Linked DNA regions of Bicyclus anynana: region 1 is linked to region 2. The links are chromatin contacts, called in public Hi-C maps. All regions are on one chromosome and are shown on one strand. Each heading gives the region's core, a stretch centred on a gene start, on an enhancer-like site or on the middle of the called end of the contact. The rest is flanking DNA. Distances are from core to core; before and after follow the strand shown.

Region 1 (4,239 bases), core at 1,354-3,853, 45 kb before region 2:
TGAAAGAATTTTTCAAATCGGACCAGTAGTTCCTGAGATAAGCGCGTTCAATCAAACAAACAAACAAATAAATTCTTCAGCTTTATAATATTAGTATAGATTCGTGCGCGATCCGTACGAAATTTTACGGTAGATTCATGCGTGATCCGTACGAAACGGATGAGTGAACGCACTTGCATGACTTTCTATAGAAATTATTACTACGATCCGTTTGATACGATGCGTCCGATACGTACAAGGTGGATATGTGGGCGTATACCATTAAATAGTTAATCATCGATATAGAATAAGTATCTCAGCCTAGTTAATATTGTTGTTTAATTTATTCGCATTTACGTGATATCAACATTGTTAGCCTATTTGATTGACTCATTAGAGGGCCAAGCCTCGCTTCCTATAACAGAAGAGATATGGAGAGTAGATCCACCATGCTGCTCCAATGCTGGTTGGCGTAGGTGGGTACTTAGGGAGATAATGTATGATTTAGTAGAAATTAGAATTATTTGCGTGGGTTGCGCTGTGTAAATAGTTAGAAGGATTTGAAGGTTATAGGACTGTGACCTCTCATAAACAATAATACTAGGATATAATATAGCCTATATTACTCGCTGGTGATGTAGTTGTGTTTTCATTGTTAAAGAATTTATAAAAATGATCCAGTATGATTAAAATTAAAGTAATAAAAAAAATATTATAGTACATTTTACAGGTATCTAAAGTTTCATTAAATATTAAGCTTTTACACATTCTGATGCTGAAAGAATTAGTACCATCTAGTAGAAATAATAAACAGTGTTTGATATGTATACCATTTGTGAGTTAGTGTAGCTATTCAACGCTAGATGACGCCATTATTATATTTTTAACTAATTCGTTAAAGTATCACTGTGAAATACGACAGAAAAGCAAATAAATCACTAAAATATTTAAAATTTAAAATAATTATTGTCAAATAAAGGTTTCAAGTACTTACTAAAATAAAATCTTTCGTATTACTTTCATTAGGTATATCTATTCGCTACAAGATGGCACTATGATCATTAAATAATAGTACCGAAAAAACACGTTATACATAAGTAATTAAAATAATGTACATAATATAAATACATACAAGTACATAATATAAATTTAATGTTTATAAATTGATTATATAACACCGAAAAAAACTTAATTGAAAAAGTTTACTAACGCCATCTATATGTGTGTTCAGATAATGCTCTTTTCTAATGGTTTGTAACAAATTAAAAAAATACCCAATTACAATTATTACTGTTGCTTACGACGACATGTTAAAACAACGAATGACAATAAAGATCGGGAATATAAAAATGCAATGTAGGATTCTTTGGGAGGAAACAGAATAAAAATCAGTTAATGACAAAAAGCGAGTTTTGCCGTACGCGCTCCTGGCGACATGTTACCATAAATCAGAAGGGGGTTGCCCCACCCTCTAAGGGGTAAGCATGATCTTTTTCCAAGATCCTACATTTTTATAAGAAGCATCCGCACGCTCCTTTCTACTTCACAACACAGAATAAGGGGCGCAATAACATTTTATAACGTTTGCTTTTGACTTGGAAGTGATAAAATATTCACTTACTTAACATTTTAAACCTGTCTGTCTGTCTTTGGTATTTCTATTAACTAAATGTTAAGTTGTTACCGTATATTATACTTATCTAAGTATTGTGTGGATTGCTTAGTTAACTGATTTAAGGACTAAGTAATTTTTTGTGCAAAGAATCAACCTGGCTGTCCAGCGCGCAAAAGTTTTTGCCACCATTCCACGTGGGCATTATTTGTATAATTACTAGGATAAGTTAGCTTAAGTTCCTAATTTTAGTTTAACTTTATATTTTGCTAGAGGACGCTCTCGCGTCCGCGTAAAATTCAGTTTTTGAAAATTCCCGCGCGTTACTCTCAGCGGATGGGAGCGAGACCGAAAACGAGGCCTGTAGCCTAAGAAAAAGAATTATATCTCCCTCCACACCTGTAGCCATGTGGCACGTCGATCTCTTACTACGATCGCAAACGCTTCAAAAATTTAAAATGTATCGGAATGACATTTGTTATCAGCAGGTCACGTGATCAAATTATTATAGGATCTGTTAATCCCCTACATATTTTTATTTTTCGAAGCGTTAGCGTTTGTAGAAAGAGATTTGAAGTGCCACATGGCTACAGGCCTAGTTTAACTCATTCCAGATACTCGACGCAAGCCCAGGGTCTCTCACGCGCCGAAAGACTTGACGGCTCATTCCTCTTCGTCTTTTTTCGGTCATACTCAACTAATACCGAAGCCAGACACTGCCCGAATGGTGTGGGAAGTAGCGAGGAAAGTAAGCAAGGAAGTTGTGGGGCCACTATACTCATCCGGCCGCGAATATTCGTGGATATATTTCCTCGAGTAAAGCAGTATGTGGCCAGTGTCGCCAATACTATATGACGATGAGATATCCTCGTGAAGAGATATAAACAAAATTCAACCAATGGCGGCGTAACCAGAAATACCGCTGTCTCTTTCATTGCGTCGGTACGAAAGAGATGGTACTGGGGCAACTCCGACGCCATTGGACGAAATTTCTCTTCAATGGTCGCATGTTAGCACCACAGGTAGGGCGACATAGCGACAACTCGCGGCAGCGCATAGTAGAGCATAGCATAGTGTGGCGGCTAGGTAATTGTTCAGTATTTTTCAAACTGACTTTTGTTTAATGCTAACTTCGTTTTCGAACGATGATTTTGCCGTCTTTTGTCTCTTTCCCTCTCTCTCTCCCAAAAATGGTTGAGTAAACAAGACGTATAAAAAATGCGCAATAAAACAATCTATCCTATTAAAAGGAAAGTGAAATTTCCATCATTAGTGGTCCTTCGAGCCGGATTTGATCCAGCGACTTATGGATGATTGTTTCAAAATTAAAATAATAACTTCTACACACTGAGAAAGAGGTCATGGTTGCATTTACCGCGCATTCTTACTCACTCCTACACATTACAGGAAAGAGGAATATTCATCTTTATCAACATCAACAAACCATATTCGGCTCACTGTTGAGCACGAGACTCCTCTAAGAATGAGAGGGGTTAGGCTAATAGTCCACCACGCTGGCCCAATGAAGGTTGGCATAAAGGAATATTGGTCATAATTTATACTTTTAATACAAGTAAAGGTGAATTCGACCTCGCACTTGCGAGTTATACAAAACATCGTTAGAGAATAGCCGTGCTGCTGCCGTATATGTGGAAACCAGGCGAAGTGGCGCCGTAACGCGTTACGTTACGAAGCGTACTCTCAGTTTAGAAGTTATTACTTTAGCGGTAGTACTTCCCCAGCTCTCTGATACATAGCTCTACCTACTTAATATAATATAAGATGTAACATTCTTCGTACGTCATTCGCAAGGTTGATGTTGCTTTAAATTTTCGCGCCAAAAACGCTCTCTTTCAAACCTTGTACTTGTATGTACATCTAAAATTGTACAATAAATATATTTTAATCCTAAACTACCACAGAATTCATTAAAATTGTATTAAATTGATAGAATAAATCAAAATTATTTTAAATTTGAAATTTACGCGGTAAAACGCCAACGCCGGTAGTAATTTTATGATTAAATAATAATTATAAAATTATTGACCAAATATAACAATAAACACCATAGTATGTAGTAAACCATATTATGTGATAATTGTCGAAGTATGCGCGAATACTTTCAAACTCATACGGGGTACTTCGTCATTAGCTTGTTCTCACAACGCAACGTGAGCTAAACTGCGGACCGCACACAGTATGCTTTGTGAGGGGGCTCGTATGGGTCAGTAACTACTAGACACTACTAGAGCAGGGTATACTTACTCCGACAATAATCACGTAAGTTTCAGCCGTGTTTTATATTATAATACACTTACACTAAATATATTATAATTTATAATTCTGTTATTTGTTAACTACGGTTGTTCTGTGTGGTGAATGAGCGGGGTACCCAATAATACGGGTTATCCACCTAGTACAGGGGCCCTTGCTACTTGTAAGACTTAGTTCACGAATAAAGATTTTTTTCATTTTTCATTTTTTATTTTTCATAGGCTCAGAGTCACACAGTGGGCGATGGAACGAGCAATGCCTGGAATATCTCTGCGTTATTGAATCAGAAATGAGGAAATACGCAGAAAAACTATAGTCACTGACATAGCTCATCGAGTCGCGAAGCTAAAGTAGCAATGGGCGGGGCACATGGT
Region 2 (3,768 bases), core at 967-3,466:
TGAGTCTTGAATAAATAGTACATCCTCACCTAATTAGAATGCTACAGGTGCTACTAATATAGATTGCATCATTATATAATTGGGTATAATTCCTTCTGTCGTTTCTTGTATATTATTGTAACTATACACGGTTCAAATAAGCCAAATAATTGCTTAATAGCAAATATATTTCGAACAAGAGATGTCTTTACAAATAGTATGGAATAGGCAGTTGCCATGCGTCAGAAAAAGCTAAATTGGATCGACTGTAAATTAAAGTACGCACTGTGTAAATCAATGGAAGATTTACACCTTGGCTTGGAAGAATATGTAAACAAAGTAAAAAACGGGCGAGACTATCGGATTCCTGAGATAATAGTTTTCAACAAAAGCACGTTTTATTAGATAATATTTTTAGCGATGTATAGCCTGTAATATAGCTTATCAACCGATAGTATATGTTTTTATTTATATATTTTAATCATATGTATAATTAAATGTGTAATATGTTGTGTGTAATGTCGCCCTTAAAAAGTGCACTTAGTTGACTTGTAAGATCTGGATCTCTAAACCCGGTCATTTTTTCCAATTTACAATAGACTTGAACATTGCTTAACGGACAAAATATCTACTATAGTGTTTATAAGGCACGCTTATTAACGCCATAACATTATTTTTAAAAGTTTAAAATAATTAGTTTAAAACATTATCCATTTAATTAATTAAAAGTAAACACATTAGAAGATTTCACTCAAAATGCAACTCTGTGGGTGGTATCAATTCGCTAAAAGCCTAACTAAAATTCGAAAATCCAAAAACATCTAAAATTACTAAAATAAGAGAAAACAAATTCGAAGCTAAAATAACACGCAGCGTTTACGGAGCTGACTATAAGATAAACATGATTGATCCAGAAATAACGGTCAAGGAATTTCGATTGCTACTGCTGTCTATTTACTACGAGATTTTGGAATTTTCAGTCTGAGATTTTAACACGTGATTTGCATTTTATTTATAAACAAATGTACCTACTTTCTATTGTGATAATGCAATGTTGAGCCTACATCAAGATTTCATCTTTCGTTCTGTAATAACTTTCTAGGATAGGATTATTCTAGATCATCTCTGTAAATTATTAAGCAATGGAACATTAAGGTTAAAATTGTGTAAACTAACTACCTGTTTAATAAAATTACTTTTGATGTATAATTATTATTTGTTTGTGCTACTCATCAACAGATGGCAGCACCTGTAATTTTATGGCAGTTTTGTAAAAATTGAATCGCTTATACTCTACACAGGGCTTTGATATAAATTGTATGTTCAAAAATATTTTGATTTATTTGATTGAATTAGTGGTAAATTAAATTAATACGTGAGCTCTTTATCAATGGTAGACCTAGGGTACTAATGGTAATTAAATAAGAATTAGAGTAGTCTAAGATATCAGTTAAGGCTAAAATCTAAAAAAAAAATAACAGAAAATAACTACCTATCTACTTAGGTAGTGATATTTGTGTTTTTTTTTAATATTCTGTGCGTGTTTGTACAAATTCTTTTTTTAAGACCAACGTAAAAAAAAATTCTCTCTCTCTATTTAAAAAAAAACTGAAAGATTGGATTAATTAATTTTGGATTAACTAGGTACCTACGGGTAGAGAAAATCGTTATACCTAATACAAAATTAGATACATAAATAGAGTACCTATCTTGTTTGATATTTAAAATATTATGTTAGTAACAATTTTAATCGGTCAACAACAACATAAAACAAATTTACCAAAAATAATAAAATGTTACAATGAATAATTAAAGCAAATTAAATTACTGTTATGATAGCTTATCTAAACATTTAAAGCCGAGCGAAACATTTGTCAAATACAAATGACGCGCGGTCGCTAATTTTCTGTTGCGTGTAAAATTGAAGAGTCACCTGGCTGCATACGTCAGTCAAACAGCGCGCGCTATTTTTATTTTGGTATTATTCTGTCTACTTACTACTGCCAACGCTCCACTTGCCGCTATAAAAAGCCAATATCAACTTTAACGTCGTTGAGATTGCCCGCATTATCTCATGATTATCGCGTGTCAAAACATCGCCACGCTCGCGATACTTCGCATGTAATCTGATAAACGATGTACGCTGCACGCTTCGCGCTTTTACTCTATCCCTCTCACACCTACGGTATATGTAGAGTGCTCTCCCATTCTGCGGGTCATCCATTTCATTCATGCGCGGTACACCTCGGCGGGCGCGCTGTTTACAGACACAAACAAACTGTACACTGCAAACCGCTTTGCTTGAAGTACGAGACTGTGAAAGTGATATAGTCAAGTGCTTCCGTCTCGCTCTAGAAGCCGAGCATCTAGTTCCCGCGGCACTCATAGATGGCGTTAGGCGTACCGATTTGTAGTTTGTGTCACAATAAATTTGGGCGCGACGTTGCCGTACTTCGCCACCCGATGCGGTGGCGGGTGCGCGTTTTGTAAGCGGCAATGTTATGTTTGTGTCTGTGGAGATGTTATGACGGGGGCACAGAGGTTAATTTGGGTTAAGCGGGGTGCAGGTATAAGTTGGCGCGTGTGTAAGCGTCACGTAACGTAAAGTGCGTGGTTCACACACGTACGCTATCTGTCAGTAGGCAGTAGCTAATGCGATGCGAGCGATGCGCTGCGGATCGGCGATCGCTTGCGGTGCCGCTTGTCCGCGCGGTTTATAGCATTTAATTCAATTTAGTAATTGATACGTTTGTCTGCTCACTTTGCCGCTTTGTAGTTCGCCTCTTGTGCAAACTTTGTGTAAATTATTTACTCGCTTTTTGGGACTTGATTCATGATTTTATTTACACTTATTAAATAAATTATTATTAAGTATTTAACTGTCTATATTTTTTATTATTTACCCATTAATTATAATAATTAGAATTAAATATCTAGGTGTGATATAGCATAGATAGCAAATATTTTACGTAAGACACCTCGAGTTAGTAACAATTAATTAAGGATCGACTACAATTAAGTATGAATAACTTGGAAAATTAATTATATAAAAGAATATCAATAACGTATTAAATTAGATTTTAAAAATTACTTAATTATTATTAGAATCTTTACGAGATTGAGATTCGTAATAAAGAGATACTTAAAAGAATTCCCAAGATGCGGGAAAAAGGCGACTCCGCACTAGAAAGCGTAGGGTTGGTAGGTATACCCCTACTAAGGCTCGCAAAGAGTCGCTGATTTATAAGACCATTGGGTCTGAAATTCCCTACAAACGACATATTATGTGTCGTTGTGGACATCCATCAGCTGATTTGATGATGACGATAGCGTAGGCAATTTTGCTTCAGATTTAATAACAAACTCTGAAACAAGTCTATTAAAAAAAATAATTAATCAAAACCAAATAAGAGCAAAATTGACAAACTGACATGTGCCTAAACATGGTAATTCACGCGCCGCATTCTTCGATACACCGCCGGAACCGTTGCGGCTTATACACTTATAAAACATATTCTCATTGCCTTAATACCCGTTTTATACACTCTGATAGCACTTACTAGGTACCTATTGTTTTAGATCCGTGTTGAGAGTGTTTTTCATTGCATAAGTATTTATCACGTTGTCATATTCCTTTATAAAAAAATGTGCAACTACCTTAGTATCAGTTTGACTGCAATCTCACCATACGATGCTCGCCAATTCTTATTAATTCACTATACCACAGAAAAGATATTACAACCAGTAGTTGGACTTCATACTAGAGGTCGAAACGCGAGCTATACCTAC

The links. A called contact is a pair of places that touch in the nucleus more often than the background predicts.
Region 1: a contact with region 2 is called in a Hi-C map of whole larva, with 7 times the contacts expected there. The contact joins two enhancer-like sites. A contact is called at or near these places in 2 of 2 Hi-C or Micro-C datasets (whole body and whole larva).

Annotation. Positions count from the first base shown.
Region 1 is chr12:10,274,380-10,278,618 of ilBicAnyn1.1, reverse strand. No RefSeq gene overlaps it. Among protein-coding and RNA genes, the nearest start is that of LOC112055895, 7.6 kb to the left of the region's middle. Within about 2 kb of position 2,603, at least 7 of the 8 cell types and tissues checked have open chromatin away from gene starts, as enhancers often do.
Region 2 is chr12:10,229,784-10,233,551 of ilBicAnyn1.1, reverse strand. No RefSeq gene overlaps it. Among protein-coding and RNA genes, the nearest start is that of LOC112055895, 52 kb to the left of the region's middle. Within about 2 kb of position 2,216, at least 8 of the 8 cell types and tissues checked have open chromatin away from gene starts, as enhancers often do.